2 separate regions of the Callithrix jacchus genome follow, and region 1 is linked to region 2. The links are chromatin contacts, called in public Hi-C maps. All regions are on one chromosome and are shown on one strand. The core of a region is the stretch at or near the end of the contact, and the rest is flanking DNA. Distances in the headings are between cores, read along the strand shown.

Region 1 (3,451 bases), core at 876-3,375, 320 kb after region 2:
CACCTCAGTCTCCTGAGTAGCTAGGACCTCAAGTGCCACCACCACACTCAACAGGCATCAAAATGAATTTTTAAAATGTTTCCAGTTATCATCTTTCATCCAATCTCAAACTTATTTTTTTCAATCTTGTAAATATGATCAGGTGGAATAAGTTGTCCAGGGACTTAACATTTTGATTTACTATATCCTAAATTTACGGAAGAAAAATTCCTCCTGTCTGTGATTTGGCCATGCATACTTTTGCGGGGCTGGACTGGAGACACTGACTTGGGTGCTTGCAGAGGAGCTTCTTCCTTAATGGGCTATTTAAGAGGTCCTGATTTTCCCTTGTTTTAAAAAGTATTCAAGAAAGAATTCATTACCATGCCCCGCTTCCTGCAAATCCCGTATTCATGGTGTACGACTTCCAATACAGCATCTGTTAAACACGCACATACATCAGTTGCAAGAATAACAATCTCGGAATAATGAAAACGCCTCTACCTATTTGTTCTTTGTCCCCGTTTTATCTCTAAGTTCCTCTAAGTTTCAGAAGGGGAGTTATGTATAAATGAACTCCACTTGGAAATTCCGTTTTTCTCTAGTCTTAGAGAGTTACTGCTAACTCCATTCATTTTGACATTTAAATACTATTTTATGTTGTTATTTAAGTGTTCAATATGCACTAGTTCAGAATTCTCAAAATACTAAGTTTCTTGTGGTTAGAATAGTTGTTTCAAACTTTGTGTGTATAAATGAATATTTTATATTTCTCAAGCACCTAGTCCACATTGAGCATAAAAAATGTATTTAATAGGTACCGTTTAATTAATAAATGATACCTCAGTTTCGTCTCCCTTCCTCCAGATCCCCGTAACATCTACCTTCATCACGTTGCCCAGATTTTCTAGACATTACAGATTTTCTGTTCTACGGCCCCCATAAGAACGTTGCAGGTGCCATGCCATGTGTCTGGGACATATGGTCCTCAATAGCTTGTAATATGAAACTATTTCTATTGCAATAAATCTAGTATCTATTTCTCCCTTTTTGTTTACTAATAGTTTTGATTACATCTTCAAATTTTAAAAATCGAGGATGAAGTTACATAGAAGGGGGCAGTTCCCTTCTATGTAACTTCATCCTCGATTTTTAAAATTACAAAAGCATATTAATTAGTAAAAAAAAAAAAAAAAAAAAGTCTGACAATACAAAATGAGAAAGCAAAATTCGCCTTCACCAAAAGTCATCTATTTCCCCCTCCGTGGTTTCCACGTTGAGGCTTGTAACTTGGGGCTTCCACGCTGGACGAGCCCAAAGAACATCCAGCACACACAGGAAGCAGCTGCGCGGCCAAACGGCGCTGAGACCGGCGCACCTGTCCGAGGACCGCCCACTCGCCAACTCTTTGACCTTGGATGAGTCTCTCAAACTTCTTCGAGTCTCGGGATCTTCCATAAAACGCTGAACTGAGTGAGGAGAGCCGTGTAGGCGTAATCACTTTGTGAAATTTACAGCAAGAGGCAAACTGAAAAGCACTGTAGCGGCTCCTCGAGAAGTCGTCGTGCCCGCATGTGAGAGCCTTTTCAGTTCACCGCAGCAGCTTCCAAGGCCCTTCCACCAGCCCCGCCGCCGCGGTTTCTGCACCGCAAATCTCGCGGCTCGGCCCGCAGCGCCGGCTCTCCCCGGCCTCGCACCCCAGCGACGGAGCGCGGAGCTCAACGCGGACCAGCGCCAGCCCGGGTCAGACACACCCGCGAAGCCAGGGCCGTTCAGCGGCTGCTAACGCGCTCCCCCTAGGGCCGCCTCTCAGTTTTAAACGTAAGCAAGAGTTACCTTTCCCTCTTCCAAGATCCGCAAATCGAAACTTCCCTTCTTCCGGAAGCCTCGCCAGCTCCTAAGCATCCACGAGCCTCAGCCACGCCCCAGCCGGCAGACGCCGGGTCCTCCACGCCCCCTCGCTTTGAATTTGATTTCGGCGCCCGCCTGACCTGAGGGCGGCTGTGATTGGTTGGAGGTGGGTGAAGGCGAAGGGCGGAGAATTATATTATTGAGGGGGGGGAGAAATTAAGACTGCAGGAGCTGAGTGATGATTGGTTCCTGAACAAAGAGGGCGGAGTAAAAGGCGGAAGCAGGAACTGGGGGCGGGGCTTTGTGAAACTTGGGGGACCCAGCGGGATGGAAGTAGTTAGGTGTCCGGAGCACGGTAAGGGGTCAAGGTCTCATCCTCCCCTAGGTCCTGTCCATGTAGCGTGGCGTAATCGTTGTTCACTTTCTCCTCTCCTCAGGGACTTTCTGCTTTCTCAAGACCGGCGTCCGCGATGGCCCGAATAAAGGAAAGAGCTTCTACGTGTGCCGGGCAGACGCGTGCAGCTTCGTGCAGGCCACCGAGTAGGTCTCGAGCTGGGCCCCACTCCCTGTGGCCGCTCGGGACTTCCGGAGAGGAGCTGCTGGCTCCCTGCTGTCGGGCGCCACAGGGACAAGGAGTGGTGGGGCCCTGGTCTGCGGTGTCAGACCCTTTAAGCAGTTGATAATCCCAGGGCAGCGTGGCATGTTCGGAAGACGCCCAGCTAATTCTGCCTGTGTGACCTGAGGCTGGTTACTCTCCCTCTCTGGGCCGACAGTTCCCTCTTGTGTAAATCTGAGGCTCCGGTGTTGACTCCCTTCTCGTGCCCAGACATTCCCACCCCCTTTAAAGGAGTAAGGAAACACAGCAGACAGTGGAAAATAATTGGTCCTTATTTTGCACTAGTTTTAGGTCCAACTGTTTTTTTAATGTTTGAGTTTAAAACACTCTAGTGATCAGTTGGTAGCCTTTTTATTTTCAAATAGGATTCTCTGCATCTAAATGGTGAAATTGATAATTCAAAGAAATCAGCGCTGGAAGAAACAACGGAGTGGCTGACTCCTGTAATCCTAGCACTTTGGGAGGCCAGGGCGAGCGAATATGAGCCCAGCAGTTCGAGACCAGCCTGGGCAACATGATGAAACTCCTTCTCTACGAGAAATTTAAAAAATTGTCTGGGCTTTGTGGCACACGCCTGTAGTCCCAGCTACTCAGGAGGCTGAGGTGGGAGGAGAGAGTCAGAAATGTTAAGTATCTTCTCTAAAGTGAGGAAAGTTAATACTTTGTAAAATGTTAATGTTTTCACATTACCAAGTGCCTACATTTTCTATGTGGATTTTAAAACTATCATCACATTAACCAGCAGTTGTCTATTCAGCAGAACTTGGTAAAGTTCTTTTCCTCCATGTCAGATGTAAAGAACATAATGGATATCAGTATTAGAAAAGTGACCTTACAACATGTGTATTAACTTCTCATGTTTCATGAGTTAAATGATTTACACTGAGCCTCTCAGATACAGTACCCAGGTCAAGTTTTGTGAAATAGAAGCATTTTTACGTTTTGCAGGAATTAAGCATTCATGGCTGCATAAGATTTGGTTTTACATTAAGAGAAGTATTCTTA
Region 2 (3,665 bases), core at 69-2,568:
TTATTTGGTGTCACATGTAATAGATAAAACAGCGGGGGCTTCTAATCAGAAAATGTTTTTCAGGCTGCAAAAGGCTACAGAAAACTACAAAGCTGCCAGTATGGTCCAGAGTTTATTAATACATATTTGGCACAAGTTTGGCACACACCGCCACCCTGTCCCCCACGGGGGATTAGTTACATGTTTATAGACATAGCCCACGGTGGGAGGGGCAAAGAAAGAGCCCCCTTCCCAGGAGACTCCTGCAAAGCGTGTGCTTTTATCTGAGGCCCAGAGACATCCAGGTAGTAGGCGTCTTCACGTGGGCACAGCGTTAGAGTCTGCTTGAGTCTTCCTCCTATTCTACTTTTTATATTTATTTATTAGTTTATTTTTGTAGAGACGGGATCTTGCTCTGTTGCCCCAGCTGGTTTCAAACTCCTGGGCTCAAGTGACCCTCGCACTTTGGCCTCCCAGAGGGTTAGAATTAGAGGAGCGAGCCCGGCTTGCAGTGGTGTTTTTAAGAGGCCACCAATTCCTTTACACACTCCCATCAAGAGGTGGGGTCAGCATCTCCTCAGGTAAAATGTGGGCTCTGTGACCCTTCCCACGAAGTGAGTGCAGTGGGCGGACACTGTGGCCTTCCAGGGCTGGGTCAGAAGGGGCCAGGCCCACTCCATCTGCAGCTTTTGGGGTGCTCGCCGCGGCCCCTCTTTTGGATACCCCTCAGGAGGAAGCTTCCACATTGCAAGGAGCCGGGTCTCATGAAGAGGCTGCGTGGAGTGCTCTGGTTGACCATCCTCCAGCCTCCAGTCACAGGCCCCGGCATGCAAATGAGGCCACTCCCTTGCAGACACAGCTCCCAGCCCCAGCTCACACAGCGCTCAGCCATTGGCGTCACCCTGGCCGTTGAAGTCTTCCCTACAGCGCTCCAGACACAGCAGAGCAGGGAAGAGCGGGGCCCACAGGTTCTGCGAACGTAACAAGGCAGCCGTTTCTGCCCCTGAGTGTGTGTGGGGTGGTTGCAAGCAGAGCCCACGGCCAGGTGAATGCTGAGCATTTAAATGGCCCTGAGTACATTCCAAGAGCTAGACCTCCCTGGCGCCCTGGCTGTACTGCCCACACCTCATCGAATCTATGGGGCCAGACTGCAGAAAAGACTCCTTGTCCATTGTTAAAACTATGCGGAAAGAACCAGACTCTAAGGCAGTCAGCACTGACTCGCTCCCACTCTGAATGAGGCCTGCAGTGACCTCCTACTCAACCTGCCCGTCCCTCCTGGGCCTCTCTGGCCTCCTCTCCTTCCACCTTCCCTCACTCACTCCCCAGCAATGCTGGCCTCCTCTCTGGCCCCACATGGACCAGATATGCTCCCACCTCAGGGCCTTTGTTCTCCAATCCCCTGCCTGGACTGTCCCTCCTTGTGTATTTGCTGGCTGCCTCCCTCAATTCCTTTAGGTCAGGGAAGCCCTGACCACAGACTGGTACTGTCCCTGGCCTGTTAGGAACTGGGCCACAGCTTTAGATTCTCCTAGGAGCGCGAGCCCTATTGTGAACTGCACATTTGAGGAGTCTAGGTTGCACCTTATGAGAGTCTAATGCCCAATGCTGGGAGGTGGAACAGCTTCATCTTGAAACCATCCTCCCCCAATCCCCAGTCCATGGAAAAATCATCTTCCACGAAACTGGCCCCTGGTGCCAAGAAGGTGGGAAACCAGTTCTTCAGGTCTTTACTCAGAGCTGCCTCCTCTCTCCAAAGGGCAAATCCGCACCCACATCCTTCACTTACGAGACTCCTGGGCAAATCCGCACCCACATCCTTCACTTACAAGACTCCTGTTCTACTTTATTTTTCTCTTGAATACTTGTCACTATCTAAATATTCTTCTTTTCCTGTTTTTGTTGTGTGTTACGCCTTTCCCACTAGAGCGTAAGTTCATTGTGCACAGAAATACACCCCCAGGGCCTAGAAGAGTACCTGGCACAGGGAAAGTCGGCAGTCGACATCCGCTGAGGAAGTAAATGAATACTGTGTAACAAAGTTATGCTTTTGCTCTTATCCTGAGAAACAAACAGAATATTGCCTATCACAATAAAAATTTGTTAAGTGAATAAACAGGAGCCACGCAGAACGGCTGGTTATCACTGCCTTAGAAAACAATACGAATTCCATCCTGCCGAGATCTCCTCCAACCTCCCTCTCCAGCTTCACTGCCTGCCTCTCTCTGCCCAACCGGCGCGGGTATCCCCTGGTTCAGTGCACTGAAGCCTGGCTCCTGCCAGGTCCTCTGCCTAGGAGGTCCTGCATCTACCTCTTTGTTAATTTACACCCTGTTTGTCTTTTCAGGACCAGCTCAGGCACCACCTAGCTAGAGTCCCTTTGACCTCTGGTGAATTCCACGTACACTTCTCCCAGGTCCTGAGGTCCCTGCGTATCTGTCTCACCTCCTTGGTTGGTCTGAGTCCCAGGGAAGAGCAGGTGCTTCACTGCCTTATTCTTATTTGTAATCCTTACCCCCTTCACTCATAGGCAGCTGCAGGTACTGATGGGATCTGGAGAAGCTGGGGATGTGTTGGAGGGAGGGAGTGAGAGGAGGTCAGAACTCCATGTTCATCCGATTCTGTCCGGGTTTGAGAATAGGAGTAGAACTAACTAACATGCCCCTATAACAGTGAAAAGAACACAGGTCTTGGGATCAAAGAGCCTGGTCTCATGTCCTAGCTAAGTCTCCTTAGACAAACCCTTTACCTTTCCCAAGCCTGGGTTTCTTCATCTAGAAAAATGTTTATGCCACAAGGATATTGCTTGGATGAAAGAATATCATTCTTGGGGTTGGGGGGAGTGCAAACTGAAAAGCACTATGCAAATGTAAACGAACTTGCAAAACTTAGGGCCTCTAACTGGTGAAATTAACAAGCATGCGGCTCAGGTTGCTGCCAGAGGGTGGCAGCAGCAGGCAGGGACTTTGGCCCTCAGTCCTCTGAAAGAAGCAATCCTAGAAGCTGCCGGAAGGGATACATTCACTTCTAAATAGGGGTTGCCCTGACTGTGAAGCGATGGAGTGGGATCCGGCCAGGGCTGAACCAAACCCCAGAAGCCTTCCTTTGAGTGATCTTCCCCGGATTTTTTTATGGCCACCCTCACCATCACAATGCTGTCCTGACGTTTCTGGCAAACGGTGTAGGTTTTTGGTTGCTGTTGAGCTTAAGTGAGCAGGCCAAATTATAACTCCTTACCCAGACCACCGTGTTATTGATTTTTAATTTTCATTTTTGTAGAGACAAGGTCTCACTATGTTGCCTAGGCCGGTCTTGAACTCTGGCCTCAAGTGATCTACCGGCCTTGGCCTCCCAACATGTTGGGATTACAGGCATAAGCCACGGCACCCCGCTGCACCTCACTGTTTCAGACATGACTGAACTGAGGCCCACAGAGGTTGCTTTGAAGATCACACAAATGCTAAATAGGAAAAAGTTAGAATTCGCATTTTTAAGCTTGGGGTTTTTTTTAGCTTGAATTCCATTACATCATCACTTCTTTCACCTGCTTGTTCAGTTATTCATACAGCCAGCGTTTTTTGGGTTCTTGCAGCTGGTTGGAGAGCTGCATAGACTTCCCACTACTTAGCCATGCTGGCTGCTCTCTTGGCCTAGGCGAGCCGCTATCTCCCACCCTTCCTGCTCAG

What was found. A called contact is a pair of places that touch in the nucleus more often than the background predicts.
Region 1: a Hi-C map of induced pluripotent stem cells shows a contact between it and region 2, with 2.9 times the contacts expected there. The contact joins the promoter of TTF2 here to the enhancer-like site in region 2. A contact is called at or near these places in 3 of 3 Hi-C or Micro-C datasets (induced pluripotent stem cells and skeletal muscle).

Annotation. Positions count from the first base shown.
Region 1 is chr7:155,070,887-155,074,337 of calJac240_pri, forward strand. It overlaps TTF2 (transcription termination factor 2), which reads left to right and starts at 2,126. Exons shown (of 25, transcript XR_013520367.1): 1 at 2,126-2,185; 2 at 2,268-2,370. It overlaps LOC144577085 (a long non-coding RNA gene), which reads right to left and starts at 1,852. Exons shown (of 3, transcript XR_013520368.1): 1 at 1,816-1,852; 2 at 363-418.
Region 2 is chr7:154,753,678-154,757,342 of calJac240_pri, forward strand. No RefSeq gene overlaps it. Among named protein-coding and RNA genes, the nearest start is that of CD2, 11 kb to the right of the region's middle. Within about 2 kb of position 1,319, at least 4 of the 16 cell types and tissues checked have an H3K27ac peak or open chromatin away from gene starts, as enhancers often do.